Linked DNA regions of Anas platyrhynchos: region 2 is linked to region 1. A link is a contact called in public Hi-C data. All regions are on one chromosome and are shown on one strand. Each heading gives the region's core, a stretch centred on a gene start, on an enhancer-like site or on the middle of the called end of the contact. The rest is flanking DNA. Distances are from core to core; before and after follow the strand shown. Region 1 holds the start of SCN3B (sodium voltage-gated channel beta subunit 3). Region 2 overlaps LOC101804044.

Region 1 (4,829 bases), core at 109-2,608:
GAGTGATTCTGAGGGACAAACTCATTAAGGATATTCGTTTGTTACTGTAATTTAAATTGGTTGACAGATGAGTTCTGGAGTCCCTGGGGTTAGAGGAGGAAAGGCTTCTGTTTCTTGCTGGTGCCCTGAGGCACCTGAGAGCAGGGCTGTGCTAAGAAAGGAGAAAAAATGATGAAGGGTCAGTTAATGGCTGCTGACCAAATGACAGAGCCGCTGCCTCCTCGTAAGCCTGCAGTTCCAGCCCCTATTGTCCCTGGCAGGATTCTCCATGACAGATGTAACTAGAGCAGCCGTAGCACACGCAGTACAACTCTGCTGATCCGTGCCCTGTGCTTGCTGGCAGTGCACCTGGCTTCCTGAGAACAGATGTGATTTCCACCCCGCTTCATGAAACAGGTGGTTGTCAAATGAGATAGCCACGGACATTGTTCAGTAGTTCCTGTGTCTATAAAAAACCCCTCCATCGGCACTCATCCGCCACGCACAGGCTGGATTGTTCCAGAAAAATTAGGAGCAAATCCCATGGCTTTGTCTGCCCTTCCTTTTGTTGAGCTGTGAACACAGCACGGGGCGACAGGAGAAAACAACCGGTCAGTTGCTGCTGTAATACTTCAGGGCTGCAAAGGTTTCACTGCTCCCAGCCAGCTGTGGTTTGGAACCAGGCAGAGCACAACGTGTCCAGGGGGTAATAACGGAGCAGAGCAAGGAGCTGGAAAGATGTCCTTAGCTAGGAATTCCCTGGACTTGTTGCATGGCTCTTCGTGCACCTGATGTTCTCTTCCTGTGCATTTGTGGTTTGGTGCCTGGGAGATGCGGGTGCCTCTTGGACCCTGGCGTGCCTCGTGTCACTCTGCCAAAGCAGAAATGCAGCATGCAAGGGAGTTGCAGGAGGGGTTAGCGGGTGCTGTGGAGGCAGTTGCCATGAACCTGATGAGATGATGTCTAGGAAAAGCATTCGCTGTCTTTGTTCTGTGCCTGCTTCGCTTATGCAGCACAGGGACCAGATTGCACGCGTGTGCCCTCAGCACCGAGCCCCCAGCACCAGGCAGGTCTGGACCTCAGTAGTGTTGTGCCCTACTGAGAGTAAACGTCCGGCTGACGGGCTCGGAGCTGGGGCTCTCTGCTGCCTGCAGTTTTTTCTGTTCGGGTGAGTCTGACCGTCTGCACGCTGCCCGTGTCCAGCACTTGCTTCTGGCTTTTGGCACTGGAAGTTGCTCACATGTCGTCTGATGGGATGGGTTAGGTTTAATTCAATAGACTGTGCTGTTTATTGAGCTGCCGTCGGAGCAGACGCTTTAAAAAGAGGGAGCACGTTTAACAAGCACTTCATTTCTCCCTCTCAGTCCACGGTGACCTTCAAAGTTGGAGAAGCCCTTCTGGGCGCGGTGGCTCCAGGCCAAGAAGAGAAAGCCCAGCCTGCCGCTGGCATCGACCCCCAGGGAACCAGACTGGAACATGAGGAGAGAGGATTTCCCAGTATTTCCAACTGCGACCTTCAGAGCCGTACAAACGTTAATATTAACCTCATTAGAGGCGGAGGCCTTTGGGTGACCTCGCACGGGTAACTCCCCCCCTCCTCCCTCTCTCCCTCCCTCCATCCGGATTTATTTCGGAGGCCGGATAAGTGATGCTATAGGTCGCTAACATCCTCCCTCCGGCTCTACCCAAGCCGCGCATGCTTGCCGAGAGCCGGGCCCCCCGCCCGGGCTAGGCAGGGCTCGGCACAAGCCTTTTTTTCCAGCCAGGGGAGGCTGCGGGGGTGGCCGGAGGGCGCAGCGGCCACCTGCTGCTGGCTCCTGCCCCGGCCCTGTCCGTGGTGCTGCCGCCGGGCCGTGGGTCCCACCCCGCGGGGAAAGCGCCACCCGAGGAGCCGGGAGCGCTCAGCAGCATCCTCCCACCCTGAGCTCTCTCCTCCAGGCTCGCCACAGGCATCCTGTTGCACCGGGGACGAGGCGGCGAGAGGAGCCCGGTTTTCCTGCCAGAGCCTGGGATCTACTGGGAGCTGCTGGGATCTACTGGGAGCTGCTGGGAGCCGCTCCTCGCTCCCGACAATGGCTGCGCTGCCTCGGCTGCTGTGGGTGTCCTCGGCCGTGCTGGTGGTCTGGGGTAGGTGCTCCTTTCCTTGTCATCCTCGGGTTCGCCTCCAAATCCTCTGCTTCTTTCCCGGAGGATGCTCCTTTTCCCAGCAGGGTTTCTCTGAGGCTGCCGCGGAGCCCAGCCTTCAGAGTGGATTTTAGTTTTGTTTACAAGAGGAGAAGGAAATAACGTTTAGAGAGTTACTATGGACGTAATGGAGTTAATGTGAACAAAGAAAATGCGTTCTCGCTAAGTGGGCTTACTGCAGAAAACGTGTGCTTTATATGCATGCAAGTTCCTTACTGTTTCCCGTTTGCTTTTGTTCTCAAATTTGCAATGTAATTTAACATGTAGTTTCCTTAGAGAGGTTGTGCAAACCAAAATGCGGTGCGTTAGTGCTAGTTGGCCATGCAGGCTGTGTAAACTGGAGGAAACGTGTAGCTTTTATTGCAGTTCCAGTTTTTCCTCTGAAACCCAGCAAAGGTTTGCTGGTTTTGCAAATACAGCTAAATGTAATCTGCACGTATACCTACAGCTCTGTGTACGTGTGTGTGGATGTGGGTGTACATATTTAATTGAAATGGAATAAAGCATGAGCCAGTTTTTTTTTTTTTTTTTCCTTTCTCCTGGAAAGCTGTTGCTACCCACGGAGCTGGTAGTATGGGAGAAGTGGAATCCGGCTGTTCCCCAGGATAAGTCCCGGGATAATTCAGTGCTCAGGAGTGTGGGGGTTAATGGGATCTCAGAGGCTGGGGAGGAAGGGAGCAGCTAGCAAAATCAGCATCTTCACTCATCTATACTCTAGGCTTTGGAGACAGGTTTGGACAGACGTAACCCAGCATTGTTTAGCCCAGGGGACAAATGTCAGCAGGGATTTAGTCTGAGATGCTGTTCTGAAGCATTCGTTTTCACATCAAGTACTCGGCTTCACAGATTGTGATTTTTGTCTTGGTTGGGAGAGCAGTATTTTCTAGTTGCCAGTGTTAGCAGAAATCTGATTGGAAACATTTTGAACAAGAATGCATATAAAATCAATAACTCCCCCAGCTGCCAGATGTACTCGAGTCCAACCCCCTTGGTTCCTTGGACTGCTTATGAAACCTAGAAACAGGAAGCGAAATGAGAATCTTACCCCTTTGTTTTGAATACATTGCCAGATTAAAACATCCAGACCTTTTAAATTAGCACAAAGAAGAGCGAGCTGTTCCTCCATGCTTGAATTCTGGGCTTTCTCTCATACCAGACACTGTAATTGCTGCTGAAACAGGAGCATGCTCAGCATGTGCGAGAGAGAATGAACAGTGCCTCTAAAGCAGCATTAATTACTAGGGGGAAAATTAAAGTTGTGGCGAGGCAGATGCTGGAGAGGTGAATCTGCATGAAGTGATCACCCTCTGTTAATTATTATGAATTATTTATGCCTCTGAGAAGGAAGCTTCGTAAAATTTGACATTTGAGACTTAGTTGTTGTCAGAGGGTGCTAGTATTGAATCAAAAGGTTTTTCACTGGGGGATGATGGGGTCGTAAGTGCTGAGAATTGGGTAACTGATACCTCTCTTTTTCTCTCTTACATTTCTTCTCACTTCTCCTCCTAGCTGGTTTCTGTTCTGCAGTATGTGTTGAAGTTCCATCAGAGACAGAGGCTGTCCAAGGAACACACATGAAGCTACTCTGCATCTCCTGCATGAAAAGGGAAGAGGTCACAGCCAGCACCATGGTGGAATGGTTCTACAGGCCGGAGGGTGGAAAAGATGAACCCGTATGTATGTTTGGTAGCTGAGCCCTTGCTTTCCTAGGTCGTCTGGTGAAACACGGTCCAGTGAAGGCATGTAGGAGAAACCAAAAGGTGCTAGGAGAGTGAGTTTGTCTTGCCACAGGATCCGTGATGAAGAAGAGAGACCCAAATACAAACAAAAGGTTTATGCCTCGTTTTCATTCAAAGTCTGTAGAAATGCCTAGCAGGCTGCTTTAATGACATGGAGGAGGGACAAGCTTGGAGCTAAATTCAGCTCCAACCTGCAGGTCTGCACCATTTGTGTAGCATTTTCGCCCAGATATTCCACAGCACCACTTTTGGGCAGCGTCTGAAGTGTCTTTTCCTTGTTTAGCTGTTATCCACGCTTGCACACAGCAGGTACCTGTGTCAGGAAAAGCTGGAATCTGTTGGTGAGCCCAAACATTTGGGGCTGTATGTACATGAATGAGAATTGTAGTTCTTTTCCTTTAATATGCATTGTCTAATATATGAGGGAATTGAGAAGGGAAACAAAAGTATGGAGTGAATCCTGGCTGCCTTGGCCAAGTCTTATTTCCTGGGCCACCTCTTAACCCTGAAACTGTTCTTTGGAGGTTAAATCAGGCTCTGCTAAATCTGTAGGACAGAATTTAATTATTTTTTTGCTACAGAGAAAGCAGTAGTGTGCTCACTGTGGCATGATCTCTGTTGTTTTGGATCCCTGTCAGGAAAGGGTAAAATTAAATTTTCAGGGTGAATTAAAATGAGAATCTTACACAAGAGGCAACTGGAAATCAAGAAAGAATGGTGAATCTGAGAACAAGGTTTGAGTGCACACATTCCTTTCTAGCTATTTTATCTAAGTATGAATAATTACGTCAGTACCTGCATTTTACTGTGATTGATCAGAGACAGACAAGATAGCAAATAGGCTCCAACTGTCTGAGAACAAAAGGAGCCATACTAGGGAGTGAGGCAGGCATTCACTTTCAGTGACCCAGGCGATAGGTTTGCTGG
Region 2 (5,437 bases), core at 540-3,039, 84 kb before region 1:
GCCTATGTGACTTTTATTGCCCCCCCACATCTGCCTTTCCTGTGCCATGCGGCAACAGGATCTACCAGTTACAGGAGAGAGGAAGGACTTGCACAAACTCTGCCTGTGAACAGCCTAACAAATGCGAGGGAGCTGTGTGTTGTGATAAAAAGGGATCCCATGTCACTAAGGGCCGAGTCTTTCTGTGAGACTTAGTGGGACAAAAAGGATTTTGAGTGCTGTAGCTTCCTTACTTCTGTTAAGGTTCTGCTAAGTGTTACGTGGATTGGACTGGGCAGGCAGATGCATCAGATTCTGCCAAGGACGGAAGCCAAAACAGATTTCTAAGACTCTGAGGCTGTCGTTGAAAGAGTAAGCTGAAGCCAAATCCTTCTCTCTGCGGGGAGAGAAACTCAGTGCCCAGGAAAATACAATGAAGCTATTCCTGTCTGGCAGCTCAAGCATGCAACAAGGAACACAAGAAATATAACTGCATGGGCATGGTTCTACCCCCTGGATGGGATTACTCTAATAAAACTTAAGACCGCTCCTTTGTAGACATCTGAATCTGAGCTAGATTTTTGTCCTCCCTCTGTAGTCAGTGGAAAGAAAGAGGCACATCTGGGGTGCAATTCATCCTTCTTATTTTAGATGTCTGCCTTAGGGTGAGATGAATCGCACTTGAAGCGCAGTTCCTCTGTAAGTGCTGTTTCTCTCCAATTACCGCAACAGGAATCTGAACAACTGCATCAGAATACACATGATGAATCCCATGTCCTGTACTAAGATAGGAGGAGGAAGACTGAATATGTTGATAGAGAATGACATTGCCTGTCATGTCTAGTAATATTTCCTGAGCAAGATGCTCTCCTTTGTGTCGTAGGTTCTGGAGCACATACTCCTGAGCTGTGCCCTGCTGGGTACTTCTGTCTGCCAGGTACCAACTTCAGTGCACAGCATCCGTGTCCGAAGGGAACTTTTGGCCCCAGGGCTGGTGCCACTAGCAGCTCTGACTGTGAGCCCTGCCCAGCAGGTAAGCAGGGACGTGGCAAGAGAAACTCAGGGGAATACATGGAATAGTTCAGGAAATTGTGTCTTCTCCCTTCATGTTACTGACTCCTCCACCAGTCTTCTGTGCAGGCCATCTCATGGAGATTGCTTTTCTGTTCATTTTAGGCATGTATTGCTCAGCACCAGGTCTGTCCCAGCCTTCTGGATTTTGCTACTCAGGTTATCACTGTGCCAGCGGAGCCACCAGCCCAGCGCCCTTCAAACACAGGGTGAGTGAGTGCTGGGCAGCAGCACAGTAAGCCTAGCTTCCTGGGGACAAGGACTGGACTGTCACAATCTTATAGCTTCTAGTGTAATGTTTTCCAAGTATTACTGCTCTCTATAGAGTTACTCTTGCCTGCTACTGCTGCCCTTGAGAGCTCCCCAGGTCGCCTAATGTTCTGCTCTTATCATCTGCTGGAACATGGAGCTGCCTGCTAACAACTTCTGGCCAGATCTCCATTTCTGTAGATTGTACTGCAGTGTGCAAAGGTCTCTTCCAAACGATGGCATCAGTGATCAGATAGCCATGGCTCAGCAGCCAACACTTCCAGTGACCTTTTTATGCCAGCTGTGTCTTCATGAAGTTTCAGTGGCAGAAATCTTGCAAGACTCAGCTCATACATAACCTTTCCAGAACCTATCTCTGTAGTATTTGGTGCCAATTTTAGTTTCAATAATATTTTTCCTTTCTTTCTCTGTTTTCTCTTTTTTTTCTTACACAGGTAGAATCTGCTGGCCTAAGTGTGCCTGGTAATGACATCTGTCCTGTCGGGCATTTCTGCCCCAGTGGTACAGGGTATCCCCTGCCCTGTCCTCCTGGATCCTTCTCTGCTGTCCCAGGCCTGGAGGCAGAAGAGCAGTGCCAGCCCTGCCCAGCAGGACGGTATTGCAGTGGGGCAGGATTGTTTGATCTGGCTCAGACGTCGCTGTGTAATGCAGGGTGCGGTGAGAAAGTCACTTGTTAGTGGGAAAATGCAGCTGATGGCATTACTGTAGGATAAAGCAGTCTCTTGTGTGCAAATATTTATACTCAAGATTAATTAACTGCAAAGACTTTGTTTTTAACCCTCCAGGTTGGCCATACAGCATCTGCTTGTGATCTCACTGAATGGCCTCAAAGCTATTCCTTCTCCCTCTACGTTTGCCTCACATTCTGTCCCAGCCTTATACATGGTCTTTTACTGTTTTTCCCATAGGTTCAGTTTATTACAAACCCATTATTTAGCCTCAAAATTACACTTGGTGAGCATTTGAGCTGGGCATCCTTTTCCCTGTTCTGTGTTTTATCTCCTTTCCCACGAGGTGGTGCAATAACCACTGGCAAGCCAGCAGTCCTGGCCTGCGTAAGGCAAGCAGAAAAGTGCTGTTAGCATTTGTCCATCTCACCAGTACGCCTTGGAGCAGGAGGCTGCAGAAGCTCGGTTCATTTAATCTGCGAAAGAGCAGCTTAGAAGTGATTTCAGCGTGGTGTAACAGGATTTAGTAGGGAAAGATTTGTGATAGCAGACAGCCCTTCGATCTACTAGAGAAAATCATAACGCAGTTTTAATCTGGCTAGAAGCTGAAACTAAACTCAGATTAGAAGTAACTTCCTAAAGTTAAAGGGCTACATTTGGAAGAACTGAAATAATAGTCACAGGACCAAACTTCCTGGGAAAAAGAGGTGTTTACCACATCCTGGTTAAATGTTAAACCTTCATAGGAATTCCTTTAACTTCAGGAAGAAGTGGGTCTTGCTTGTGGGGAAACAGATGACAGGCAGCTCTGCTGTTCTGCTTAACGCTGTTCCTTTTACACTCAGTCATTGTCTTAAGGGCTAGGAATTGTTTCTTCTTTAGAAACTGCATCTGCAGCATACAGTAGGACCATGGCTCTCATTTTCTTGTAGCTTAGCTTCTGGAAGCCATAATATTTTTTAAATATTTCCTCATCTTTACTTATTGTGAGTATGTGGCAGAGGAGTGGTAAAGGGAAGAGTCAATGCAGAAATAGATGACATCAAGGCAGAGACCTACAAGAAGATCAAAGATAAAAGGAGACAAAGGAAAAACAGTGCGAACTGAATACTTGGGCCCTGTGTTTTGAAATAAAATAGAAACCTTAATTGTTAAAGTCTTTTTCTTCCAGAATGAGAAGACTTTCCAGACAGCTTAGAAAGAAAACCAAAACCAACCAACCAAACAAAACCTTTTTACTAGGCTTTTCAGGTGGGCAGTAAATTACAGCTGCAGGGTTGGGGTAGGGGAGGAACAGTTGTTAGCCAAACTGAAATAAAATGTATTTTTAAAGGGATGTTTCTTAGCATTGCAGACCCTTGGATTTTGGTTAGTGCCTCCCACAGCTGTGATCTATGAGCAGGGCTGTGAGCCTGGTGTTTCAGGACTGAATTCTCTCCTTGTAGGTACGTTTGCCTGGAAGGAAGCTCTGCTCCCTGCCCTTCGGATGGGGTTCATGGATACAGATGTCCCAGTGGCTTCTACTGTCCTGCTGGCACTGGGGTAGAGCTGCCCTGTGAGCCTGGCTCGTTCAGCCCTATGCCTGGGGCGAGTGTCTGCCTCCCCTGCCCAGCTGGGATGGCCTGCAGCAGTGCTGCCACCGTGGAGCCACTCAGCTGCCCCAGAGGTAAGCAGCACACGAGTGCAGCAAAACCCTTCTCATGCAATCAGAACAATCACACACACCTCTTTCTGCCTGCCCATAGCAGTGGTTCACCCCAGGGAATGCCATATTTGCCAATAACCAGAGCAAGGTCAGCATTCCCACTTGCTCCTTTCTTTTCTGAGCAGTTTTCATTCACCTCTCCATGCACAGGTTACTATTGTCCAGCGGGGACTGCTGCTCCCCTGCCCTGCCCCGAGGGGACACTGAACGCCTTGGAGGGGGCCCTGGCCCTCGCTGCCTGTAAGCTGTGTCCTGTGGGGAGGTACTGCAGAGGAGATGCTAACTGGGAACCTGATGGTGAGTCTGATTAATAGCACCAGGGGGGTCACAGATTCAGGGCTGAAGGAATCCAGGGAAGTAGAAATCATATCTCAGAGAATAGAGGTAGTAGTGGAGGGTGCTCTCATATCCTGCCTGTTCCTATCAGGCATTTCTCTGTTTCATTCTTTTAATTGAGCATTTGTTCTGGGTGTTCGGTCTCCTCCTGCATTACTTTCCTTACTGTCCCTCAGTTTTTCTCTGCTTTCCCTCTTTCCTTGTTTGTAATGTTTTTACAGGTCTCCCTTCTGTCCTAAATACCACTCCTCCCTCCCCCACCACTTTCTTGTTTGTTGTCACTGGGCCAAAATGCAAAGGTGGGACACACGAAGAGAAGAAAGGCAGAACTCTTTTCACAGGAAACAAAATCTGAGGAAGAAGTTAGAGAATTTAGATAATAAAAAAACACCAGTTGAGGTCAGTACAAGTAAAGAAAGGAAGTGATAGATGGCATAGGTGGTGGGGAAAAGAGGAGATGAAACAAAGGTGAACAGTGCAGAGCATCAGCAGCATGATTACACAGGACAACGAGGGGCTTCAACTTCTCTCCTCTGATTTATCTGCCGACTTCTGAGGTTTTGAGGATGCCACAGTGCCACAGCTACTCCCTCTGTTCTCCCATGGCAGGTCTGTGTTCAGCTGGGTACTACTGTGAGGGGGGAGCCACGGATGCTGTTCCACACGGGACTCCTGGGTTCCCCCTCAGCGGTCCCTGCCCACCTGGGCACTATTGTCCAGAGGGAACTCCCTTCCCAGTTGCCTGCCCGGTCGGGACCTTGAACAACAGCACAGGTGAGCGTGACTTCACCCCCAGGTTTCTCCTGTAGTCCACAGTGGTGGGGGACTTGGTTACAGGCAGCTGTGGTGCAGGGCTGCCCCTTGGTCACTGCAGGTTATTGATACGCTCAGCCAAGCCTGATAACGGCGATGTGTTATCCATACAAGTAATGCTTATGAAACTGATTGTCCTGGAGATGCTTCCATGTCTGCTGTCACTGATCTGGAGTTCTTCTTTCTTCCTCAGGTGGTAGCTCTCCAGAGAGCTGTGTGCCGTGCTATCCTGGGTCTTTCTGCGCTAGCCTTGGTTTAAGTTCTCCAACAGGACCTTGTACTGAGGGGTTTTACTGCCCAGCAAACTTCAGCTCCTTCAGCCCCACAGCATTCCTTTGCCCTAAGGTATGGTGAGTGATGTCTGGGCAGTGAAAGAGATGTGCCTCAGCTCTGGGCAGGAGGCATTTGTCTTCCACTGGTGGCAGACTCTCATACGTGCCTGATTGAAATGTTGATCGCATTCCCAGGGAGTGTTACCCCAGGCTTTGGTAATGCTGGGATTCACCCTTACACAGCCCCTAAGTTTGCCACCATCTCCATGACATCCTCTTCCTTCTCTGTCATTTCCAGGGTCACTTCTGCCAGTCAGGGGCAG

The links. Hi-C and Micro-C count contacts between places; a contact is called where the count stands out from the background.
Region 2: a Hi-C map of F1 follicle shows a contact between it and region 1, with 2.2 times the contacts expected there. The contact joins the enhancer-like site here to the promoter of SCN3B in region 1. A contact is called at or near these places in 4 of 8 Hi-C or Micro-C datasets (F1 follicle, liver, skeletal muscle and 1 more).

The regions. Positions count from the first base shown.
Region 1 is chr25:7,820,780-7,825,608 of IASCAAS_PekinDuck_T2T, reverse strand. It overlaps SCN3B (sodium voltage-gated channel beta subunit 3), which reads left to right and starts at 1,358. Exons shown (of 7, transcript XM_038167529.2): 1 at 1,358-1,561; 2 at 1,918-2,106; 3 at 3,673-3,836. The coding sequence starts at 2,052.
Region 2 is chr25:7,904,838-7,910,274 of IASCAAS_PekinDuck_T2T, reverse strand. It overlaps LOC101804044, which reads left to right. Exons shown (of 63, transcript XM_072027710.1): 28 at 863-1,012; 29 at 1,156-1,259; 30 at 1,755-1,972; 31 at 3,434-3,654; 32 at 3,844-3,990; 33 at 4,639-4,803; 34 at 5,036-5,187; 35 at 5,413-5,437. Among named protein-coding and RNA genes, the nearest start is that of C2CD2L, 35 kb to the left of the region's middle. Within about 2 kb of position 1,789, at least 1 of the 8 cell types and tissues checked has an H3K27ac peak or open chromatin away from gene starts, as enhancers often do.